Linked DNA regions of Hordeum vulgare: regions 1 and 2 are each linked to region 3. A link is a contact called in public Hi-C data. All regions are on one chromosome and are shown on one strand. Each heading gives the region's core, a stretch centred on a gene start, on an enhancer-like site or on the middle of the called end of the contact. The rest is flanking DNA. Distances are from core to core; before and after follow the strand shown. Region 1 holds the start of LOC123429765. Region 2 has its middle 160 kb from the start of LOC123429766. Region 3 has its middle 50 kb from the start of TRNAL-CAA.

The links. A called contact is a pair of places that touch in the nucleus more often than the background predicts.
Region 1: a Hi-C map of leaf shows a contact between it and region 3, with 2.6 times the contacts expected there. The contact joins the promoter of LOC123429765 here to the enhancer-like site in region 3. A contact is called at or near these places in 3 of 6 Hi-C or Micro-C datasets (leaf and seedling).
Region 2: a Hi-C map of leaf shows a contact between it and region 3, with 2.5 times the contacts expected there. The contact joins two enhancer-like sites. A contact is called at or near these places in 2 of 6 Hi-C or Micro-C datasets (leaf and seedling).

What each region holds. Positions count from the first base shown.
Region 1 is chr2H:123,090,523-123,093,902 of MorexV3_pseudomolecules_assembly, forward strand. It overlaps LOC123429765, which reads left to right and starts at 1,382. Exons shown (of 1, transcript XM_045113765.1): 1 at 1,382-2,704. The coding sequence starts at 1,684. The coding sequence ends at 2,478.
Region 2 is chr2H:123,535,789-123,539,154 of MorexV3_pseudomolecules_assembly, forward strand. No RefSeq gene overlaps it. Among protein-coding and RNA genes, the nearest start is that of LOC123429766, 160 kb to the left of the region's middle. Within about 2 kb of position 1,538, at least 3 of the 3 cell types and tissues checked have open chromatin away from gene starts, as enhancers often do. A contact at or near this core is called in leaf, where this site is marked.
Region 3 is chr2H:123,319,044-123,322,434 of MorexV3_pseudomolecules_assembly, forward strand. No RefSeq gene overlaps it. Among protein-coding and RNA genes, the nearest start is that of TRNAL-CAA, 50 kb to the right of the region's middle. Within about 2 kb of position 1,273, at least 1 of the 3 cell types and tissues checked has open chromatin away from gene starts, as enhancers often do. A contact at or near this core is called in leaf, where this site is marked.

The DNA.
Region 1 (3,380 bases), core at 132-2,631, 230 kb before region 3:
ACGTTTGTAGTCGAATCATCAAAGTCGTCTCCACCAAATTGATAGCCACCCTCTCATCGAAAGATCGGGACCCTCGCCTCTATCATACCCCCCTTTTAGCTTCGTCCAACAGTGTGTGCACTTAAATGATCGTCCCTGATACATCACGACATCGCGTGCGGGCTACATAATATGTGGATCAATATTGAGTGAACCTATGACTCAACAAGTTAAGTAAGAGGAAGCAAAATTCATTATCTCGTCCTCTGCCGCATGTAATGGACACTTTGCCTCCAGCTAATGGACCACATTACGAAAGTCGGTGGCGTTGATGTGGATAACATACCAGCGATAGGATAATGACCTTACATTAGGTGCTTGAATGATGTACATGTTGTAAGGCGCAATGTGCTTCATGCACTTGCTGTCGGAACGTCTTCCCTTTGCCCCGGCCTACTAAATGAACGGATGCTGTCAATCACGCATTGCACAACAATTCATCTTCTTAATTGAGTAGCTCATCATCCTTCATACTCTAAAAATGACATGACATTCAAAAAAAGCTCAATGACATTTCAGCAAACACCTGTCGGGCGTGGTGTCCATTATGAAGGGCGTTCATAGGGGGCGGAATGTACCTCGATACAAATGACTCCAAGATGAGCATCGCCTCGTAGAGGCAAGCGGGCGCTTCGGTATTGATGGACGCCCGATAATGCCTCTATCGAAGACATATGGCAACAACGATAAAGGTTGAGGGTACAGATGCAGATTAAGGAAAAAAGGAAAGAAGTGGAAAAAATAAGATTGAAAAGCGGGATTCGGTGAACCGAGGATGTCGAAGTTCTACATTTTGCGGACTCTCGCATATGTATTTACTCTCAATTTACGAGAGAAACACGTCTTTTTTCATTGTATCTTTTTTTTTATAATATATGTTTCATTCATACTTCCTCCGTTTCTTTTTAGTCCGCATATAAGATTTGGTCAAAGTCAAGTGATACAAAGTTTGACCAAATATATATCAAAAATTATCAACATCTATAATACTAAACCTATATGCTATGAAAATTAATATCATTATGCATGTACTAATATTGATTTTATATTATAAATGTTGATATTTTGTTCTATAAATTTAGTCAAAGTTTATAAAGTTTGACTTTAACCAAATCTTATATGCGGATAAAAGAGAAGAAAGTATCATAAAAATCAAAATACAAGTCATAAAGACCGATAGTACATCTTTTTTTTTCTTGTATCCCTGTCGGTTTGCGGGTTGCATACTCGGCATTTGTGTACGCAAAGCATGCGCTACGAAACAACCGGGTCGTGGAGCCAATGTGAACTTTTCTTTTGGCAACATTGGGATAATTGCTCCTGCGGCAGCGTCATAAATTTTCTCCAAAACTAGGGGTAACCGAAGCCCATTCGCCGGCTGCTACCGTTGACCAGCAAGTTTTGTGTGCATTGAAGCGCAATGCGCTATTTAAGCACTGCGCATAGTACTGACATCCCAGGGGCCCAGCACCCAGCACCGTAACCACAGCAGCACAGCGCCTCCTCTGTCTCTATTCCCGTTCCCCGGAGTGAAAAACGAACAGGCCAAAAAGAAGAAGACCGGAACGCAACAAAACCCCGCGACCATCTCTTGTTCTGCCCCTCTTCTTCTTCCCCTTGGACCAAGCAAAGAACCCCGCGACCATGGTAGACGCCCGTCACGAGCCCCGCGAGGCCGCCGACAGCTCCACCCCCGACGCGGCCGACGACTTCGAGTTCCGCGTCCTGTCCACCGGCGGCCTCGTATCGGCCGGCGCGGGCGACATGTGCGTGGCGGACGAGCTCTTCTCCCACGGCAGGCTCCTCCCGCTCCGCCCCTCGTCTTCCGACGCCCTGCTCCCGCGGTCCGAGTCCGTCGCGTCCACCGCGGGCTTTGGCTCGCGCTCCGACTGCCGGAGCGCCAGCTCCAGCGGCAGCAGCAGTGGCTGCGTCAGCCGCAGCCACTCGTCCAAGAGCGCCTCCTCCGACCACGCCGCCCCGCCGCCCCGGAGGTCGCTCTCGAGCAGCCTGTTCTACGCGCACCCGAGCCCGTCACCGCAGCTGCGCTCGCGGCCGCGCCGGAGCACGGGGTCGGCCCCGCCGCCCGCCGGCTGGGGCTTCATACGCCTCGGCGTCGTCGGGGCCCCGGACGTGTACCCGCCGCGCTGCGCCGACGGGGCCAAGATCACCGCCGCGTCCAGGGGCGGCAGCGGCAGGAGCGCGAGGTTCGAGCAGGCCGCCAGCGCCATTGAGAGGAGCTTCAGGAAACATGGCGCGGGGCTGTTCGGCGACCGCTTTGGGTGCAAGTGCTCGCCGGACGTCGTAGAATCCGTCAAGCTGCCGGAGTCGGCGAGGAAAAGCGGACTCGCCGATGGGAACGTCAAGAGAGGCCGCGGCGGGCGGCGCATTAGGATCCTCGACTGGCTCGAAGAGCTTTCCACCACCAAGGCCAAGAAGTAATCATGTGTAAAGATCGTGCATTTCTCTGAGCCGCTCATGCTCAAGGAAGCATTTCTAGATTTGATCATTAGATTTTTTTTTTCTCTCTCCCTCTTGTTTGATTAACAGGAGACGCTTAATTCCAAAGAAATAACTTTGTTTGTACAGATGATCTCATGGAGTAGTATCGCGAAGATACTTGATCGTGCATCTGTGATAATTTAATGCCAGGATATTTCATTGCAAATTAGAACTGTAATTTAAGTTTTACACTTTATTTAAATGTCATGCAGGTTCTCCTCTGTCGCTAGCACTTGTTGCTAGAATCTTGCCGCAAGAAATTCATCAATAAAAAAAAACTCTCTCTGAATTTTCTGCTGTCGCTCCCATGCACGTACACAGGGTACGCCCATCCTGAACTGTCTCTGCCCGTCAGGGCTGTCAGTCAATGCTTATAAAACATGACTAATCCACGCATGCTCGTACATGCTACAAATCCAGCATGCACGTGAACTCTTTCGCTGCCACGACGTGCACTGACAACGAGCTCGGCGAAAGCTCGGCGCGGCGCTGATGGCGAGGATTCCAGGCCCCTCTCCCTCTCCCGCTCTCCGACGCGACAGGCGTGAGGCAGTGACCTTGCTTGCAGCGCAGGCGCCTGCCGAGCCAGCACGGGACGAGCGGCTTTCAGCCGACGCATCGCGTTTCTCCTCGGTCCATGCGAAAATTCGTCTCTTCTTGGCGAGCTCGCCGCGATGCGCGTGGTCACCGCGCTCCATTCGTGTCCGCGACCGACGGCCGTTGCCGTGGCGGAGCTCGCTTCCGTCCGCGGAGTAGCCGAGTGGTCGGCGTACAGTCCGCGTCCACCTCCTGTACTACGTACGCGCACTTTTCGTCCTCTCGTATCCCGGAGGATATCGAGA
Region 2 (3,366 bases), core at 288-2,787, 220 kb after region 3:
CTATTTTAATATGAAGGGAGTAAAACAATTATGTCGGAGCTATGTCCCACCCATTACCAGACGAAGTTCCGCCTTGCCTCTGTAGTAGTGATGCTAGGTTTTCCCTGTGTGGTCTTTTTATTGGGTTTTCACTGTTTCTTGTGGTTCTCTTCTGTTTTTCGTTTTTTTGTTTTTCTTAGGGTTTTTTTTGTACTCACTGAGTTTTGTTTTAATTTTTGGTATATATGAGGAACATTTTTATATACATGCTTAACTTTTTTAATGTATATTAAAAATATGTTTTGATGCCTATTTTGTTTCGCATACACTGTATATTTTGTTTCATACACATTATACATGCTTCATTTTTTTTAAATACTTAAAAACATTTTTATACACGTTTACCATTTTTCAAACATCCATTTAAGTACAAATACATTTTTATACACGCTTAATTTTGATACTTTCAAATACTTGTTAAACATTTTAAGAGCATTTGAAAAAATTGAATGATACCAATGTTTATTTAAAATTAAGCATGATTTTTTTACATTCTATAAATACTTTTGTAAAAACATTTTGTAATGTGTAAATATTTAGAAAATGCAATGCACATTTTATTCAATGTTACGATACTTGTTTTAATTACACAAATATTTGTCATGAACCAACTCTGGATGAATAGTTAGGAGGACAATTATATCTTCAACCCATCAGGGTTCAAGCCCAAGACTTTTCACTTGCCTTTGCATTTTTCTGAATTAATTTCAGACATTGCGGCCATGTGCGCCCAGTGGGAGATTACGAAGGTATCCGTGACAACTTCGTCAATCTTAAAATGATGTGTAAGTCTAGCTTTTCATAAGTGTTCATGCGTGCATGTATTCATAAGGGTATATGTATATGCGTATGTATTAGCGTTTTGTGTTTGTATGTGTTCTCAAAAATGAAAACGTGAATATGTCTAAGAGCATCTCCAACAAACACGCTAGATCTAGCGTCCACAGGAAATTACACGGCTTTTGTGTGCGCGCACGCCCGGTTGGCCGTTCGAGTAGGTCCGGGAAAGTTAGGCGCGCTACAAAAACTGTACGCACGTGAAAAAATAGTAATGCACGTGACAGTTTTGACGCGCAGCGTTCGGCGTGTTCTATAAAACACGCACGCGGAGACCCGCCAAAAGTCGTCTCTGTCGCCTCTCTCTTCGTCTCTGTCGGTTCCCCGCCGCCGCCGCACCCTTTTTTCCTCGCCTCCGTCGCCTCTCTCTTCGCCCCCGCCGCCGCCGCCATGCCACCACTCCTCTGGATCTCTATATTGTGTTCCAGTTTCGAAATGTGTTCATATGTTTCGATAAGTGTTCAGTTTTTTCAGTATTTCAAAATTATTTTCATGATTTCAAACATTGCTCACATATTTAATAACTTTTCTCATATTTTTCAAAACAACAGTCAAAAAAGTTTGAAAAAATAGGATCTAGCATATGCTTTTAGATTTCGCACTGAATAGTTTTCATTAGCGCACGACATCTCGAGGGGCAAGCGTTATGGGCCATGGCATGTAAATGGGCCGGCCCATTCGGCACTCCCTCCATGCTTCGCGGAGGCAATTTACCGCAAAGCGGGTCCAATAAGACCTTCCGAATTCCAACTCAGGTCGCGTATTTGCAGCGTTTTAGAAAAGGAAACAAAATATAAAATGGGCTGCCCCATTACGGAGGTGGAATGTGGGCTTTGTAGTATTGGAATTTCCTATTTGACCTTTTCTCCGTCAAGCTGTCGAGTGAACGCATAGAGCGGCAACACTACCGAACAAATGAGCCAGCCCATCTGATAAGATAGCTAATGAGTAGATCGTATTTGGTTTTGGGGACCTTCTGGAAAGTTCCATCCCTGGTTTTTAACGGTTTTGGGAATCTTTCAGAAGGTTCCGAAACCATTTTGGACTGTTTTTTTTTATTTTCCTGTTTGTTTCAAAATTCACAATTTTTAAATATTTCTTTTTCCTTTTCCTTTTTTGTTTCTTCTTTCTTAGTTTTGCTTTATTTTTGTGTGTTTTTATTTTTGTTCAAAAGTTGCATAATTTTCACAAATTTTTTCGCATTTATGAATTTGTTCAGAGTTTTTCAAAATATTTCTCTGTTTCAGGATTTGTTCTCAAGATTCAAAAAATGTTCATGTTTTCAAAAATTGCTCGCATTTATGAATTGGTTCAGGATTTTCCAAAACTTGTTGTCAAGATTAAATTTTTCAGCAACTGCTCGCATTTAAATTCAGAACGCATTTTCAAAAAATTACTCAAAATTTGGAAGACAAAAATCAGGATTTTGTCAAACAATGTTCATTCCGGAACTATTCTTAGTATATTTTAGATTTCCGTTGTATTATGTTCTAGTGCAGTGGCTAGCACCAAGCTCTCACAAGGAGGTCTTGCTGTGTTCGATTCCTAGGGTGCTCACTTATTACGTTTTCACACTTATTTTCGCATTGCATTGAATGGGCTGGCCTAGTCAGTACCCCATGTGCGACGGGGATGCGGCAAATAGGAGTGGGAACTCCTACCTGCTGCTCACTACGGCAGGACCTCCTATTCGCCGCGTGTTGCACCAAGGAGTCGCGCGCCGCACATGGGTGGCGCCCTTAACTGGGCTAGCCCATCTTCGGCTCGCCCCAATTGAGCTTGCCCAGCTTACTTTTTTGTTTCAATTTTTTTAATAATTGTTTTACTTTTTTCAAATTCTGGAACATTTTTTGAAAATTCTAGAACATTGTTTTAAATTTTGGAATATTTTTCAAAATTCGGGAGCATTTTTCAAATTCCGGAATATTTTTCAAAACTCTGGAACTTTTTTAAAAAAAATTGAAACATTTTGATACAAGTTTCAGAATGTTTTTTTAAATTCCGGAACATTTTATCAAATTCAGGAAGATTTTTCAAATTCCGGAACAGTTTTTCAAATTTCAGAACATTTTTTGAAAATCCAAAACATTCTTGAAACAGAAATAGAAAAAAGGAAAATAAAAAAGAAAAAAGGAAAAAGAAAAAAAAGAAAAAGTAAATGAAAAGTAAAATCGGATCAGGGAATCTTCTAGAAATTCCCAAAACCAGAAAAGACCGGATGGGAAAGTCTAGAATATTTCCAAAACCGGCTGACTGAGTGGGCTGGTCCAATTCGCTCGTTTTATTGGGTGGCCTATGTAAAAGACTATCATTTTGACACAGTAAGCGTCAAATAGGATTTTCCCACCGCAGCAGGGGTCGCTCCCACGCATAACGGGAGCCCGACTGGGCCCGGCCAGCTTTTTTTGTTTAAAAAATTGGATAACTTTCTTTTTTTATTTCTTTTTTTTTGTTTCTTCTTCCTTTCCTATTATTTATTTTTTCCTTTTC
Region 3 (3,391 bases), core at 23-2,522:
TTATTTCTTTTTCTTTTTTCGATTGTTTTTCTCCTTTTATTTTTCAGTTTTTATGCTATTAACACGAACATTTCTGAAAAGTAATGAATAAATATCCAAGCGGGAACATTAATTGAACTTATGTACACTTTTTTAAACGGAACATTTTTTGAACTCACGTACATGTTTTGAAAAGGAAAACATATTTTAGAAAATGAAGCACATTTTCTGAAATCCCCGAAAATTTTGAAATCATGAATATTTTCAGAATTGGTGAACAGAATTTGAACAAGTTTTCCATTTGTGAATTTTTTTTTAAAACAAAATAATTTTTGTAAAACAGGATTTCTCTTATACAAATGTGAAAACAATAACATTCTGACCCAACTTATTTTTTCTTTGAAGTAATTCTAATAATTATTTTTCTATTTTTTCAAAATTTAGAACATTTTTTCAAATGCCCGAATATTTTCAAATTTCCAGATTTTTTTTTCTAATTTAGGAACATTTCCATGAAAAATACGATATATTTTGATATAAAGTTCAGATTTTAATTTCGAAAATTCCAGAGCATTTTTTTGCATATTCCAGAATATTTTTTCAAAAATCTGGGACTTTTTTTCAATTCTAGCAGAATTTTGAAATGGAAAAACATTTTCTTAAATTGCGGAACACAATTTCTAATTCTGAATCATTTTTGAAATTTCCGGAACATTTTTTCAAATTCCGCAATTTTAGAATTGCCGAATTTTTTTTCAAATTCTAGAGCCTTTTCAAATTTCGGAACTTTTTTATATATTCCGGAACATTCTTTTAAATTCCGAAACTTTTTTTAAAATTCCGGAACATTATTTTAAATTCCGGAACTTTTTTTATATTCCGGATATGTTTTTCAAATTTCCGAATTATTTCATATTCCAGAATATTTTTTCAAATTTTCGAAGGTTTTTTCAAATTCTGGAATATTGTTTCAAATTCGAGAACATGTTTTTAATATCCAGAACATGTTTTGAACAGAAACAGAAAAAACAAAACGGTTCAGGAAATCTTCTAAAAAGTTCACAAAACCGGAAAAGCTGGCTCAAAATGTCCAGCTGGAAATAGATAATTCAGGAAAGGTTCCTAAAATCAGCTGGATGTTCCCAAAATAGATAAAGACCAGCTGGAAAGGTCCAGCTGGATGTTCCCAAAATAGATAAAGACCAGCTGGAAATCTCTGAAAGGTTCCTAAAATCGAAATCGATGCAACAGGTAAACGGGCTGGCCCAACTTAGCTCTTCGGCAAGCTTTGCGAAAGTTCGATAATTTTACACAATATGCCTCAAATAGGATATTCCCGATTTTAGGACAGAAGGAGTACCAATGATTCAGGAAAAATCCTATATACCATTCACTGCGTCCAATTGTCGAAGCTTCGCATAAGATGGCGTGAGCGGTGGTGGCAGTGGGCCGGCCTTTTTGAAGCGTTCCACAAATCGCGGTTTTGGAAACAATCGAGAAGATTCCATGAACCTCTTTTTCTTTTTTTGTTTTCTTTTTTCTTTACTATTTTCTATTTCTTTTTTTCTCATTATGTTATAAAAAATGTTCCCTTTTTCAAAAAATGTTCGTGAGTTGTAAATATATTTTGTAATTTTGAAAAATGTTCCAAAATATAAACAAATGTACAAGAATATCAAAACATATTTTATAATTTGAAAAAATGTTTCGGAATTTGAAAACATATTCCAGAATGTGAAAAATTGTCTCGAAATATGAAAAAATGTTTAGTAATTTGTAAAAATGTTCCGGCATTTTAATTGTTTTACAGAATATGAATTTTTGTCCCAGAATATCTAAAAATGTTCCGTAATTTGAAAAATTTCCGGAATATGAAAAAATGTTCCGGATTTTTTATATAAAATATTTCAGATTTCCAAAAAAATGTTTCAGAATTTGAAATAAATGTTTCGTAATTTGAAAGAATGTTCATGAATATAAAAAAAGTTCCAGAATTAAAAAAAAAGTTCCGGAATTTGAAAAAATGTTCAAGATTTTTCATGAACGAGATAAGTTCCTAAATGTTGTTGGATTTTCAAAATATGTTCTTGATATCCAAAAAATAATTGAGATTTTAAAATAGTTCTTTAATATCGTGAATTGTTTGTATTTTTCCGAAAATGTTCTGGATTTTTAAAAAATGTACTGGGTTACCAAAAAATGTTCTTCGAATTCGAAATAATGTTTCAGATTTTTTTCAAAAAAATATTTTGGATTTTCGAAAATTGTTATTCAAATTCGAAAAATGTTTTTGCTTTTCAAAAAATGTTCTAGATTTAAAAAATGTTATGGAGTTTCAGAAAATTATCTGGATTTTCTAATATGTTTTTTAAAAAATGCTCTTGTTTTTCAAAATTTGTTCTCGAAATTCAAAAACAATTCATATGTTCAAAAATTGTTCACGTTTATGAATTTGTTCAGGATTTTCCAACACTGTTCTCATTTTCAAAATTTGTTCTCGATATTTAAAAAAAATTGCGTTTAAAAACTTGTTCAGACTTCCAAATTTGTTCTCCTGTTCAATTTTTTTCTTCCGAAATTTCAAAAAATGTTTGTGCTTTGAAATTTGTTCACGGTTCCAAATTTGTTCCAGTTTTTCAAAATTGTTGTTAGTTTAAAATTTTGTTCTCAAGAATCAAAAAATGTTTGTCTTTTAAAAACTTGTTCGCGTTTTTAAATATGTTCCCTATTTTTAAAATAGTTCATGTTTTCAAAAAATAATTTAAGAAATTCAACGTTTTTATGTTTCGATAAAAAATAAAAAAATGAAAACAAAAAGAAAAACGACCCAAAAAAGAAAAGAAATAAGAAGAAAAGGAAAAAAGAAAGCTACACGCATTGTGTACCTACTTGGCCGGCCTAGTCAGCCTTCCAAAGGGGGAAGGGTCTTTACTTTCCCCCTCAGGGTAGGCAAATAATGATCGGGATAGCGGACGTAAAGCTATTGAACTTAGGTATGCTCTTTTTCCTTTTGTCGAAGTGGAATCGTAGAACAGAATGCGATACGATGAGATAGAATGCAATAGAAATAGAAACAAGGATAGCGAATGGGTTACCTACTCCTAAGGGTCAAAGCAAGCCCTTTAATTCAATTCTATATTCTTACATTAAAATTCTTACATTAAAGAATGAATAAAATCTCCTCAAGTAGAATTCGAACCTACGACAGCCGACCGCTCTACCACTGAGCTACTCAGGAACAAGGGGGGATTCAACCTCCTAGAGTTCAACTCCCGCTCTCAACCCATGAACAATATGAGTCTGCAGCTTCTTTCGTAACTTCCATAATTTCTTCGTAGTGGCTCCGTTCTATGCATCATTTGATAGGGAAGCCCAAAGTGGCTCTATTTTATTCTATTTCACTTCCTAGCAC